Linked DNA regions of Sus scrofa: region 1 is linked to region 2. The links are chromatin contacts, called in public Hi-C maps. All regions are on one chromosome and are shown on one strand. Each heading gives the region's core, a stretch centred on a gene start, on an enhancer-like site or on the middle of the called end of the contact. The rest is flanking DNA. Distances are from core to core; before and after follow the strand shown.

Region 1 (3,139 bases), core at 218-2,717, 46 kb after region 2:
AATGCTGGATCCTTAGCCCACTGTCCTAGGCAGAGGCTCAAACCTGCATCCTAGTGACTGCATCCCAGAGTGCCAGGGACACTGCCAATCCCATTGCACTACAGCGGGACCTCCCAAACTGAAACTCTTACACCCATAAAGCAACACTTCAACATTTCCACCTCCCTTCTAGCAACCGTCATTCTACTTTAAATTTCTGTGAATTTGACTACTATAGGTACCTCATATAAGTGAAATCACACACCAGTGATCTTTTTGTGACTTATTTACTCAGGATCATGTCTTAACAATTATAATATGTCAGAATTTCTTTCCTTTTTAGGGTTGGGAATAACAGTCCATTGTGTGCACATTTTATTTTTCCATTCATCTGTTGCCTGGGTTGCTTCCACATTTAGACTGTTGTGAATAATGTTGCTGTGAGCATGGAAGAACAAATACCTCTTTGAGACCCTGCTTTCAATTATTTTGTGTATATACCTAGAACTAGAAGTGCTGGTTCATTTGATAATTCTATTTTTAACTTTTTGAGGTATTGCAATACTGTATTCCATAGTGGTTACGCCTTTTTATATTCCCACCAGCAGTACACAAGGTTTCCATTTTCTCCACATCCTCCCAACACTTTTTTCTTCGGGTAGTCGCCACTCTAATGGGTAAAAAGTGGTATCTCACGGTTTTGATTTGCAACCCCCCAGGGTCTAGTGATGTTGAGCATCTTTTCATGTGCTTATTAAGCACTTGTATAACTTCTTTGAAGAGATGTCCATTCAAGTACACTGTTTGTTGAAAAAAGACCAATTGTTTGTTTTCTTGTTATTGAGTTTTACTTATTTATGTATTCTGGATATTAACCTATTGCCAGATATATGAGTTATAAATATTTTCTCCCATCCTGTGGGTTGCATTTTTACTCTACGGACTGTGTACAGAAGGGTCAGGCTTTTCATTATTATTACTGTTTTCATTTCTAAATTCTACAATTGTTTCCTAACTGCTCTCTTCCATTCCTCATCTTCCAAATTAATTTCTTTCAAAACCTGCTCTTTACCCTGACCATCGTTATCACTGTATGGCAGCAGGCTCAAAAATTGAAACCACCTACTTTCTCATCCCTTGTTAACATCAAATTAATGAACAACTCCTATTTACCTTCACTCTATTTGTAAATCTAGCCCGTACTCATCGCGTAACTAATTATGCTACGTACTTCACACTGTTATTTTATGCACCCACAATGCTGTGAGTTCACGGGGAAATTAACACCAAAATTCAAGAAATTACCCAAGAGTACAGAGTAAATGATTAAAGCAGGATTTAAACTCAGCACCTGAGCCTGAGTTGGTCTTGAAATCTGTTGCTCGGGGAACTGCCCATGGTGCGGGACCAGGTTAGACCTTAGACCAACGCTTCCTTCCAACAGGAAATCCCACGTACTGTCATTAACTGCGATCTGAAGCCAGCGCGGGTCCAGAGCGCTCTTCCGCCTGGCGCGGCTGTAAAAGGGCCCGCAGATCCAGCTTTACTTCCGGTGGGGAAGGGAGAGGGAGGGCACCACCGGAAACGAGGAAGGTGCTGTGTAATCACACGGGTCCCGAGGCACTTGGAGCTCCTAAAATGCCGGACTACCTCGGTGCCGATCAGCGGAAAACCAAAGAAGATGAGAAGGACGATAAGCCCATCCGAGGTCAGTTTACGCCGGCTGGAGCTCCGGGCCGGGGCGGGACCAGTCTTGGTCCCCGGGGTGAGGGGTGGGGTGTGGGGGCTGGATTCCTGCTCCGGGCTTGGCGCTCCGTCGCTTTTGTGGGGCTAGTGATCTAGTTTGGGGGCGGCGGCCGGGTTGACCTCCCTGTTTTCTCCGTTCCCCTCTTCCAGCTCTAAGTTCCATACTCATCTCCAGCTGGTCGAAGTTCTTATATTTAGCTCTCAGGCTTTAAGTCATGTACCCCTCTTGGCCTTGCAGGCCTCGAAATGTTCTCCTGGCGGCGCTTGGTCAACCCCGCTGGATCCTCTTTACTGTCTTACCTCCCCCTCAGGTGACAGTTTGCTGCTATCACTGTGTTGCCAGGATCCTGAGACATTGTTTTCTTTTTTAAAAAACATTTCTTTGACATGAATTCACATGGTTCAAAACCCTAAGGACAGGAAAGGACAGATTGAAAAGTGTCTCATCCTTGACCCTAGCTACCTCTTACACACGAAGGCAACTGATGTTGCCATTTTGCTTTATTTTTCTAGACATTGGCTATGTATATACAAGCAAGTTTGCCTATATATTCCTTTTATATTTTTCTACATAAGTGTTACATGATTTACCTGTGCCTTTTAAGACCGTCTTAGTATGCTTTAGGGATAAGTTCATATCATTTAGAGTCCGTGTTGTCTGTATGGTATTCCCAGTTATTAGGTGTTCAGCAGCGCTGATGGACGTTTCGTTTGCTTCCAAACTATTGGCCAGTATAGAGCAATGAGTAACCTTGTTCATATAACCTTGACCACACGCACAAACACAAGCTGTAGGGTAAATTTTAGAAATGAAGTGGTAATCTTTACAGGTAGTCCTGGATTACTCTCCTTAGAGACTATGCACTTGACCCTTGACCCGCAGCACTTCTGTACTTGATTTCTTCACAGTAGCCCTTCTTATAGAATCCTCTTTATGCCATTTTCTTTTGTCCCTTATAGGCTCTTTTTAAATGTTTTTATGGTGGTTTTTGGTTGTCTTGTCTCTCACTCTTTCCTCCCTAAATACTTTCAACCTCTTCTAGCACCCTTTCTTAGTTTCCACCCACCCATCAGAGAGAGCACTTCCTCTCCTTTCATCTTACTCTTTCCCACTGAGAGAGGTACTCATTCACCTAGTGAAAAACAGAGATTTAACATTTCATCTGTGTATTTCTCTGGGTGAGTTATCATTCTGTAATTAAGAGATTTATCTCTTCTCTACAGTTAGGACTAACGTGTAAAAATTTATGTACTTCTTCATCCATATCTTACTTGATCTTTATAGCAACAATGAGGGTGAAATGAGCTGTTTTAGATGAGAACACTGATGCTCAGAGAAATTAAATAGTTTTTCCAAGGTTGCTTACCAAATATGCATGACCTTGCTGGTCTGGTGCTCAGATCGTTTTGATTC
Region 2 (3,007 bases), core at 138-2,637:
TCCTGCCATTTGGCCCCACGCACCCCTTCTCTGCTTGTGTCTAACTGTTTGCCTGCTGTCACTTTATCCTGACCCAGGGAAGTTACTGTGGGGTTCTTTATAATGGGACTGTCATGCTAAAAGGTGCATTCTTAAAAGATGCCTTGGATAAAAAACTATGACAGTAGGGCTAGAGCAGATTCAAGAGGTAGGATGTTCAGAGTGGAAAAAAGGGAGCTGAGGATGAAATCCAGGTTTCTGGCTTGGAGGTCTGGTGAATGGAAGTATCATTGGCTGTTTTGCATTGCATATACAGGAAGCAACTTAGGGGCAAGACAGTGAAATGCATTTTGGACACGTTGATATTGAGGCACCAATGGGATACTTCAGTGTAACTGTCTAGTCACTGAATGGTTAAATGTGCCTGGAGCTCAAGAGAAAGGTCTGACTGTGTAAACAGGGTAAGTCTTCAGGTCAAAGTGGAAACCCTCAGGGAGAGTGTGCAATAGGAGAAGAGGCCCAGACCCAGGGAAATACCAACTTTCAGGGTAAAAGGGCATGGACTTTAAGAGCAAAGCTTTGGAGCCACACAGCCTGTAATTAGCATCTTGACCCCGGGCAAGTTATTTTACCCCAGTTTCTACCTCTGTAAAAAGAGTATGAGAAGAGCACAATTAGAAGTTCCCTGGTGGCTCAGTGAGTTAAGGATCCCTTGTTGTCGCTGCTGTGGGGCAGGTTTGATTCCTGGTGAGGGAACTTTTGCACACCTGGGCAAGGCCCCCCAAAGAAGAATAGCACACTTAGAACAGTGCTTGCTATTTTTAGTTTCATTAAGAGCTTTGTGAATAAACAGCTGCCCAAGAAGGTGAAGAAGGGACTAGGAGAAGGAGGAAGAGCTCTAAGATCAACGTGGAAGAAAAATTCATACAGATTTATGTCAAATTAAGCCAGTAAGACTATATGATAAGGTTACAGGTCTATGAAGTGTTCATTTTTCAGCAATTAGCGGCTTCAGCAAGAGCAATTTCTGTAGCATGGAACGAGTCAGACTGTCGAGTGTTGAGGAGTGACTAGGCGTCAACACTAATACCTCCTTCCCCTCACCACGTGTCTCCTGTAGGAGATGCTTCCTCCATGGACAGTGAGTTATGGATCATATTCCACTTCTTCTGATTAATTTCATCCACTGATGGCATGATACGTTGCACCACGTTACCTTTATCTCTTCTACATTTGTACCTTGAACGTCTTAGGTGATCAAAGTAACTGCTGATACAGGGGTTTCTGCAGCTTCCCAAATTGCTGTTATTTAGGGAAACCGCTCAGCACCACATCCAGGTCTATTTCTTCCACAACCGCTTAGAGGAGTGCCATTCCCATCCCGGCCACTAGGTGGGTCCCCTCCTCACGTCTGGGACCTCCGGTCACGACCCCGGAAACACATCCCTCACACTGTCCAGAGCGGAGATGGCGGCGGCGGCGGCCCGAGCGGTGTTTTTGCCCGCGGTGCGGAAGCGGCTCTGGGGTTTCTCCAAGAGGCTCTTGGTCGGAGGCCCTGCAAGGCAGGTGAGCTTCCCTTCACTTGTCTGGATGCCGCCCGGGACCAGGCCAGGGCCTCTCCCGCTGGACTCCGCTCGGCGACCCTGAGCCGTAGGCTGTCGGCCCGGCCGCGCGAGTTGCCACCCCCGCCCCCAACAGTGGGTGTGGCTTCCTCCGCTGGGATACGGGGGTCATCAGGTGGCCGGGGAGGCTTGTCACCCGCCGGGGCTGAGCTGGCTTTGGTCACCCGCAGTGCGTGACCTGCCAGTGACATGAGACATGACTTTGGTTGCCGGCCCCTTCCCCAGTTACTCAAAAGTTCTTGTAAAGAGTACGTGTTGGTTACTGCAATCTCAGTGGTTGCAAATTGGGGGAAATCAAAAAGTGAGGACACCCTCTCTCACACACACACTCCCACTCCCCAGATATCTGTTTTTGCCTAAAACTCAGTGTCTTTATCCTCACCTCTGCTTCCTGCGAACCCCAGGGTAGCTAAAGGAAAAGTTTGTATGTTTCTCCTCAGAGACTGGCTTTCTCTAGACTTTGTGGGACTTTTAACTTATGTATAAAGGAAAAGAAAGACTGCGGACAGGCGTGTAGTCCATAGTCAGCAAATCAATCAGCCAGTGTCTTGAGCCTTTCTTCCTATCTTCTCTTTTTCTGCCTTTTTCAAGACTTAGTTTTTTTTGAACAGTGGGAACCTTACACCAATGTTATGTAGGTATTTTTATATTTTTCTCTCCCTTTCTTGCCCCTTGGCTTGTTCCTTCTATAGTGAATATTCAACATTTCTTGGAGAAGTATTCAAAGCAGTTTTCTCTCTGGATAACGATGGTCGCTTGAGGAATGTTCCTAGACTAGGCCAGAGGTGTGGGTGGATCCCAGTGGAATAAAAGTTGAGGGGGAAAGAGTACTTTATAGAGAGGGTCTTTGTGAGATAGATTTGGTTTTCTGATCAACTTTCATGTTACAATAGTGATGTTTTACTTCGTCCCTCCATCCCCAACCAGTCATTATATTTTGGAGGAAACAGATTGAGAAGTACACAGGCTGCTACACAAGTTTTTCTGAATGTTCCTGAAACGAGAGTAACCTGTTTGGAGAACGGACTCAGAGTGGCCTCTGAAGACTCTGGGCTCTCAACATGCACAGTAAGTGTTTCGGCATCAGTTTGACCTCTCATTAGGAGAGAGCAAATTACTGACTTTAATTTAAGCTTTTCAGTTAGTTGGCAGGTGGTTGAAAATAGGGGCAGTTATTTTGCCTTGACAAAAGTGATTCTCACTTGTGAATCTCTTCTGTACTACTTCTATACCAGGTACTTGTGTACTTTAAGCGTCTACACATCTGGTTCTTGAAGCCTGTCATTGTCATGTAGTGTTGATAATAATGAGAGAAGTATATTTGCTAGACTACTCTGTCAGATGTTTTCATATATATTGTCATACTTGATCTTAAAAATAGTTCTTTTTAGCAGGGATCATCATAT

What was found. Hi-C and Micro-C count contacts between places; a contact is called where the count stands out from the background.
Region 1: a Hi-C map of liver shows a contact between it and region 2, with 3 times the contacts expected there. The contact joins the promoter of DNAJC2 here to the promoter of PMPCB in region 2. A contact is called at or near these places in 1 of 5 promoter capture datasets (liver), 9 of 47 Hi-C or Micro-C datasets (brain, embryonic fibroblasts, epiblast stem cells and 5 more) and 1 of 2 datasets of contacts at active chromatin or transcription factors (alveolar macrophages).

The regions. Positions count from the first base shown.
Region 1 is chr9:103,361,132-103,364,270 of Sscrofa11.1, forward strand. It overlaps DNAJC2 (dnaJ homolog subfamily C member 2), which reads right to left and starts at 1,468. Exons shown (of 17, transcript XM_005667716.3): 1 at 1,331-1,468. PSMC2 (proteasome 26S subunit, ATPase 2) reads left to right here and starts at 1,553. Exons shown (of 12, transcript NM_001245008.1): 1 at 1,553-1,687. The coding sequence starts at 1,618.
Region 2 is chr9:103,314,774-103,317,780 of Sscrofa11.1, forward strand. PMPCB (mitochondrial-processing peptidase subunit beta) reads left to right here and starts at 1,388. Exons shown (of 13, transcript XM_003130241.4): 1 at 1,388-1,545; 2 at 2,529-2,669. The coding sequence starts at 1,447.